2 separate regions of the Dromaius novaehollandiae genome follow, and region 1 is linked to region 2. The links are chromatin contacts, called in public Hi-C maps. All regions are on one chromosome and are shown on one strand. The core of a region is the stretch at or near the end of the contact, and the rest is flanking DNA. Distances in the headings are between cores, read along the strand shown.

Region 1 (3,905 bases), core at 1,085-3,584, 210 kb before region 2:
GAATATGTGGGTTTTGTTTAATGTTGGAGGAGGAGTAAAAACAAGCTGGGCTGGAAAGCAATGACTTGAGAGCCGTCATTGCCCAGCGCTTGCTTTGGGCTTGTTAAGAGCCTGGGCTGTGAGCTGCGAAAGCTCCCTCCCTTGGGCTCTCCCAGGGCTACAAGTCTCCAGCAGTGGTGGGAACCACCAGATCAAAAGGACTGCAGATACTTAAAAGACACATCTCTATCCACAGGGTGGCCATCATTAGAGGGACATTTGTCTCAGCAGCACCACAGTTCAGGCTGCCCCCATTCGCCCCTTTACTCCAAGGCAGTGCTTGTCCCCAGCCTGGTGTTGTCTCTCCGCAGTGTTGGCAGCAGTGTCCAAGGGGCCGAGGTCGGGCTCGAGCTGGGCAAAGGCAGGGATGTAGCTCAAAACTGCCACTGACCGTGAGACCTGAGCAGACCCAGCTGTGGGCACGTAGCTCCGCTGGAGGCAGACATCAGCCAGGACAGGCACGTTGGAAGAACGTGCATGATTCCCTCCGCTGACTTCACGGTGTGCTCCTTCTGCTGAGAACGGACCATGTCCTTGCTCAAGCGGCGACCACAGTCTGCTCACAGATGTGTCCGAAGAGAGAGGCTAGGGACAGCCAGTTACTCCCGCTGAGCTAATCAGTTTGCAATACGACCCGGGGCCGGTACGGTACACCGGAGCTGACAAGTCACAGGGAGGAAAAAGAAGGTGGAGTCCTCTGCGTAAGCGTGGTCATCAGCCACTCAGTTTTTGCTTTCGGGCAGAAATCTCAGGGCAGGCATATCATTTTGATCACTTATCTGAACACAATGGTGGGTGAGACCCCCGCCAGCCTGCCGTTAAGGCTGTGCACGTCGCATGCTCGGGAGTGCCGAGGTGCTGTTCGCGGCTTTGTTTGCAAATTGTGCCCAGGCTCCCAGGCTCATCTCGAGCTTCAGACATTAATGAGCAGGTAGCTCAGGGCTGTGCGATGCTGCTGTGCGTCTCCAGCCAGCTCCCTGCCTACCCCCTTGCCAGATCGCATGGACACGTGTTGCTTATTTATTCTGATGTTACATTCAGTTTATCTCACACCCTTCTCAAGTTTTCTGTCGTGGCCTGGTTGCAAGCTTTTGCAGTCCCAGCACGTACGCACCATGTCTGGATGCTGGGGTAATGCCGGAGAATGTGACAGCCGGGCTCAAGGGAACGGCAGGGATTTTTCTCGCCCAAGGGAGGCTGCCGAGCTGGTCTGGGCTTTAGGAGCCCAGGAGGCCCTATCACGGGTGGTAGGATCGCGGCAATAAACAAAACTTACAGCTTAGAGCTGCAGCGAAGACAAGTTATGAGCATAAATTAGAAGCCTAAATCCTCCTCTACAGCTCTTAAGATCTGCGGCAATAATTTGAGCCACATGTCTGATTATATTAATGGCACATTTTAATGCTGCTTGTAACCAGGCTTAATCTTTACCGTATTTAGCACTTTGGTGTCTATAAATGGCAATCGCTACACTAAATGCCTAAATGATGGTGGGGACGGAGAAGCCTGGCTGGAGCATTGGCCCGGGGAATGGGGGCAGCAGCGGCTGTTGAGTCCACAGCAGAGGCTGGACGTTTCTCTGATTATAGGGGGAAGAGAAATGGAGCAATTAATAAGCCTGGATTCTGTTACATGGGCGTTTCTAAGGGTGGGGGACACAGGCCCGGGCAGCCACTTTACCAACAGCCCGAGCTGCGCAGTGCTCGGCCGGTCCTGGCACCCGCCTGACACAAGCCTCCATGGGGGCCCTGCCAAGGAAGAGCCTGCAAAACTTCATTCATGCAAATTTACCTTAATGGTTAATTATAATTGATACACGGATGTTCCAGACTCTCCTGGATATGACACCTTTGTGCACTTCTTTTTACATGAGCACCACGGAGTGCGTTCTGAATTAAATTCAGAGGAATGATTACAGAAAAAAATCGACTAAGAAGCACAAAGAAGAAGAACTGGGGGGGGGGGGGGGCTTAAAGGCTTTTCTTACTCTGTTTTTCTAAATATTGTGGAGCATGTTATGGAAAAATTTTAGCCATCTGTCTAATGGATATTAGTAAAGTGGAGACTGTGTTAAAAATAAAGTGCCAGGTTGTCCTCTGCAGAAAGTTAATAAAAAGAAGGAAGTGAAAGACTGCTCATTATTTTTAATGACTTTGCTTTCCAGCAGAGAGCCTGTATCTCCCTGCCTTTACATTCTGCCTTATTTCAGTTCATTATGACACATTAAACTGCTCAAGAGAATGATGGCTTTGTTCTAAAGCACTGAATTTATCAAGAGGCCCCTCGGCTCGGCCTGGCCGAGCTGTTAATCACAGTGCTGGTGCCAGGAGGAGGATGCCGAGAAGAGCCCAGCAGACCGTCTAGCGCACGGCGAGTCAAGCTCGCAGTGCCAGGAGCCCCTTGGCAGGCGCGAGCCTCGCGGGGTGCGAGCGCCACTGACTGCCACGCACAAAACCACAGTTGTCGTCGACTGAGCGGCGTTTTCTGCGTGCACGTGTCTGCATTTGCCTGTCTTGCTGGCTGATGTGACATGAACCTCTCATTGCCTGTCAACTGATATTTGCTTTATTAACTTTTGAATATAGGACACGCTTTACAGTTCGGACCACGACGATTCAGGAGGCGCAGTTCAGTCACAGCACCAGCAAGCTGCTGAGGGCTTTCAGCTGTGACCTGCATGCTCCTTGCGGCTGGCAGGCAGCAGGTAGAAAAGCTAAAAGCAGAAGCTGTATTTCCAGATTTGAGAACCAACAGCCTTTCTAAACAGCCTTGTGTGCAAAAATATATGCTGTGAGTCTCTCAATCTAAAATTCTTCTGCTGTGCTCTCTGCCTGGATCACGGCCCGTGTTACAGCCAGCTCTTTAAAGTGTTACTTTCACAGTGATTTGCTTGGAAACGCAAGACACATTTTCCAGGGCTCAGAGGAATCTCCTGAAAGGGACTCACACACAGCCCTGGGCTGGTTCCAGGGGATTTCTTACAGCTCCACACAAACCCGTTTGCCAGTGGCTTTGGCCATTGTCTTCTTCCTCCCCTTCTTGCTTATGGACAATGTTCTTATCGCAGGCCATGGCCCTGAAGTGACGAGGCTCAGCAAAGCCAGCGTCCTGGATCTAGTGTATAACCTCAGTACACAAGCCCTAAATGCTGTGACGAGGCCCCTGCATGGCCTGGGACAGCAGCACGGGTAAGGGGAAACCTTGTCCCGCTGTGACTACAGCTGGAGTGCCTCCCCGCCGGCAGCTCTTCCCATGCGTTTCCTGTAGCTCCTGCTCCCTGGCTTAAGTGTCCTTTCCGAGGGGCTAAGAAGGATCTTGGGAAGTCCAGATCTGGCAGTGCATAATGCATGAGGGACGCTCTGCTGGGACAATGGCCTTAGAGGCCAGCCTGGCCAGCAGGAAGGTTGAGTTTTCCTGGGGTTGGGCCAAGGGGTCAGGCGGGATGGGAAGGAGCCAGTGTTTATCCTTTGAATTCTAGACACAGCAGGCTGGCTGATATTTTAAGTTTACTCACCTTTTAACACAGAACAACACCAAAGATGATTTATACTGACAAACCACATTTTTCTGCCTGTCTTAATCCAGGAAATGAAAACCGTGACCAGAAGTGTATTCCCCTTGTCTAAACACTGGCACGCTGGTGTTTAGAAAAAAGGGCTCCACCATGATTCTTCTAATCTGACAGCAGAGCGACATGAGAGCTTCACTGGGGAGAAAAACGATCATGTCCTTGGGTGAAAACTCAACACAGAGCCAGTCAGAGCTTTTCTTCCTTTATTTGTTTGTTTGTTTTCCAGCTTTACCAGACACGAAACTTGGCTACATCCTGACAAGACTCTGCAAAACACTCTTCGGGCTGATATAGT
Region 2 (3,907 bases), core at 692-3,191:
TTCAGATCTGCTAATATATGACTGTAAACACCTTTGACAAGGTTATTTAAAAGCCAAGCAATCTTATTTCCTATATCTGTGGAACTTAAAGTGGGAAGAAGTAAATGACGGAAACCATGTAATGCTGCAAACACAGTCTACACCTATCTAGATCTTAGTGATAAGTGCTACAGAAATGCTTGAATAGGTGGCATGCAAGAACACAGGACAAACAGCAAAATAGCAGCAAATAGTGCAGAACAGCTCTAAGCAGCTCTTTTTCCATCTTTGCCATTCTTTTCTTCTTATTTGCTTTACAATTTATCCATGTTTTCACAATTCTGCTTCATTTCTTCATCCTTCATATGATTTTTCTTAAGTTACAGGAGACACAACAATATTCATTCTGATGGTAAGTAATGGAGACTGCCTCTTCTGAGGTCTCACCTGTCTGTACAATTGTCTTTGCTTTCTCTCTGAAAACTTCCATGCAGATGCAATTTGGAAGTGTTTATTTTCAGACTTTGTTAAGACTTAAAAGGATGTGTTCACACTTGAGCAATATGATGATGATACTACATCCAGACAAGGAAACAGAAAAGCAGAACACAAAGGGTTAGAAAAGCAGCTGAAACTTTTAAGATCATAAGTAGGTTTAACGTTCTTGCCTGTAATAAAGTTGTAGCCTAGGGTTGTAGTCTAAAGTTGTTTCTTGTGAAGTGCTATATTTTCACTTTTTCAGATACAGAAAGATGATTTTGACAAGACCTAATTCTAGATAAAATACTCTCCTAATACAGGAAACTCAATGCGGTTGAAAACATGAAGGGAATTTTGCCATTTCCTAATCTCAAATAATTTCTTGTTTAGAGAATCAATATAGACATTGCCAGATAATAACCCACATTTCAGCTTTATATTAAGCTTTCATGGTTCCAAACACATTTGTTTTACCGGATGGGAAGAGTTTGTGATAATTTAGAGGTCAGTCTGGTCAACATTATCCTATCCTTCAGTTTGCACCTATATAATGTTAAGTAAAACATTTTCATTGATATTCATCTTTTTCTTTAATTAAAATGTTTTTCATATAGGATTTTAATATTGCGAGACCATTCTTTTGCGGTATCATTAACTCATGAACCAGCAGCTCGATCTTTATTGCTTAAACTGCATGAGGTGAGAAGAGCTGCCACTGTGAATTTCAATGGTTTAAACAGATACCAGAAGCACTAACAATATCAGGGATGAGATTTAAATGCACGCCCAGTTACTTAAGTATCCCTTTAATGAATACGACATTGCTTTTGTATTTTCTTTATGTTAATGCCGGGGTGCTGTGCTTTGGCAGTGCCCACCCCGCAAGGTTTCCGGAGCTTTTTTGAGGCCTGGCAGCTGCCACCTCGCCGCAGCCACGAGGGCGAGGGCGGCCGCCCCCCACACCTCCTTCCTCCCCGAGCAGCGCCCCAGGCCGAGCCAGACGCGTATCTCTGTCCCATTAACACAAACAGGGCCCACACCCAGAGCAGGCTCCGTCGCCCATCTCTGCACAGATCAGTGGAAAAAGTTTTTAATTAACTCTCCCTCTCCGCTCCCTCAGCAGGAGCTGGAGGCAAGGAGCAGAGTAATTGGCTTCAGAGCTCTGTTTGATCACGGGAAATTGAAAGAGGGAGGTTCCCTCTTCCTCTTCCTGGTCTCCAACCTTTCTGCATCGTTAAAAAAGCCTCAGAACGAGGGGCGACGGGTGCTCGCGGGACTTTTGCCCTGCCTCGGTGAACTTCAGACGCCGGGCAGCGCCCCTCCCGCTCGCCCGCCGGGCCCCCTCGCGCCGCCGCCCGCCCCTCCCAACCGTCGCCCAACCGCCGCGGCGCGCGGCGCCCACCGCCCACCGCCCACGCCCCGCCCCTGCGCCAGCTGCCCCGCCCCTGCCCCAGCTGCTCCGCCCCGCCGGGTTTTGCGAGCTGCCGGCAGCCCCAGCCCGCCGGCGATTGGCGAGTGCGGCCGGCGGCAGCCAATGGGCGCCGCGGAACCCGCATGTCGCTGTCCCGGGCTCGGAGCGCCGGACTCCCATTAGGGAGGGGAGCGGGCGCAAGGCTCGGCCACTCGCGGGCGGGCGCGCTGGGCGACGGAGGCTGCCTGCTGGGCGGGCGGGCGGGCGGCGGCTGGGCGGCGGGTCGCCTCCGCGGCGATGAGCGTCGCCGGCCCGCGCTGAGTCCTGCGGGGAGCGCGGCGCGGGGCCGGGGATACCTGCCTCGCGGGCTGTCACCGCCGCCCCCGCGCTGGGAGTACGTCGCCGCGGCTCACCCTGCTGCGGGGAGGGTAAGTGGCGGCTCCGCTCTCCGCCCCTGGGGGGCATCTGCGAGGCTGGCGGCGGCGCTGGCCCCGCGCGCGCGGGGATCAACCGCTGGCGGCGCCGGGGCGGGCGCCCCGCGGGGCGTTAAGGCGCCGGGACGCGGGCGGGGAGCGGCCGGACCTGGGGCGCCGAGCCGCTGGGTCTGGCGACGCCCGGTGCGCGGGCTCAGCCGCCCGGAGGCAGCTGGTTCCGTCCGCGGAGCCTCCGCGCCGCCGCCGCCCCCGGCGGGGTGTCAGTGCTCGGGCCCCTGCGAGGCGGCTGCGCCCGGTGTCGGGGCGGGGGTGGCCCGGCGTCGCCATCCCTCGCGGTGCGGGTTGCTCCCAGGCTGCGTCGTGTGAGCGCGGCTGCGGGGTGCCGTGCCGTGACAGCCGGGGAGGGGCGGCCGAAACGCGGCACTGACACAGCCCAAGTATCTCTTCTCCTTTCTCTCTCCTCAATTCAGAGAGGCCTGGAAGGGCGATGAATATTCAGCCTCTTCTCGAACAATATTTGTCCCCACCGGGGGGCTTCAGACTTCAGCAGCCACCATTTATCTTGGTGGCGGGCCGAGTCCAGCCCGCCCGCGTTGCGGGCCGGGCCGCGGGTCTGGCCTGGGACGGGGGGGATCTGCCCGTGCGCCCCGAGGGCGGCTGGGGAAAGCCAAATAAAGCGCCCCCCCAGCACCGCCGCTCCTAAATGCGTCAGCCGGAGAGCCAGGAAACACGGTGGGGGATGTTCTACAAGCTGCCTGAGAAATGTTTATACAGAGGATTTAAAAGTTAACAATGCATATTCCCTGCATGTTAAAGCCTAAAAGGTGTCAAAAATAAATGGCTAGCGTTACTGCTAGGAAAGTTCGCTGTTGTTGTTATTTAGCTGGTAAATGTGATCCTTGGGTTAAACTGCCTGTTTTGCTATGGCGAGCTCAGAGTGACTGTTGAGATTTTCTAGCAGAACGTTCTTTCCCCCCTTCACTTCTGGTTAACTAGTGGAGGAAATATTGTTATTTGTATTATGTCTTTACAGCGCAGATGTATTGTACTGGCCAGATTTTCATCCCAAAATGTCACTGAGCCAATAGTCGTCAGAGCAGGTCTGGAAAGGGAATGAAGGGTAGAGGAAAGAAGGAAAGCAGTTGCTCTTGTGCAGTGACAGATTCTCATTTCTCACAGCAGAACCTGGTTCAGTTCTTGACAACAAAATGGTTAATTGCGTCCTGTAAACCAAGGTCCATGAAACCGCTCTCTTTCTGTATAACAAAAGGTTCTGTAATGAGTAAGCCCAGATCGGTCATATAAAAATTTTAACATAAACTGGACAAGGTGTGTATGTGGGGGACCTTACAGGGTTAATAGCTAAACTATTAAGATTGGAGTCAGATGTGAGTAAAAGCAACAGGAGTCTGTTTTTTCCTAATATCCTGTAGTATGATAACTCTGAAGAAGGTAATTGTTTTTTAAAAAAATCTTGTTTCAATTTAAGTTTTTTTTAAGCAAGAAGAACCTTACATAAACATCAGAATCCTTTTCTTGTTTAGAAAGGCAAGAAATGGCTAGAAAATGTCATCTGAACTTAAAGCAAAAGGCTACAAACTAT

Evidence for each region. A called contact is a pair of places that touch in the nucleus more often than the background predicts.
Region 1: a contact with region 2 is called in a Hi-C map of brain, with 2.5 times the contacts expected there. The contact joins the enhancer-like site here to the promoter of PRICKLE1 in region 2. A contact is called at or near these places in 2 of 4 Hi-C or Micro-C datasets (brain and ovary).

Annotation. Positions count from the first base shown.
Region 1 is chr1:29,682,075-29,685,979 of bDroNov1.hap1, reverse strand. No RefSeq gene overlaps it. Among named protein-coding and RNA genes, the nearest start is that of ADAMTS20, 130 kb to the left of the region's middle. Within about 2 kb of position 2,334, at least 1 of the 2 cell types and tissues checked has open chromatin away from gene starts, as enhancers often do.
Region 2 is chr1:29,472,655-29,476,561 of bDroNov1.hap1, reverse strand. It overlaps PRICKLE1 (prickle planar cell polarity protein 1), which reads left to right and starts at 1,941. Exons shown (of 8, transcript XM_064507942.1): 1 at 1,941-2,298. The coding sequence starts at 2,014.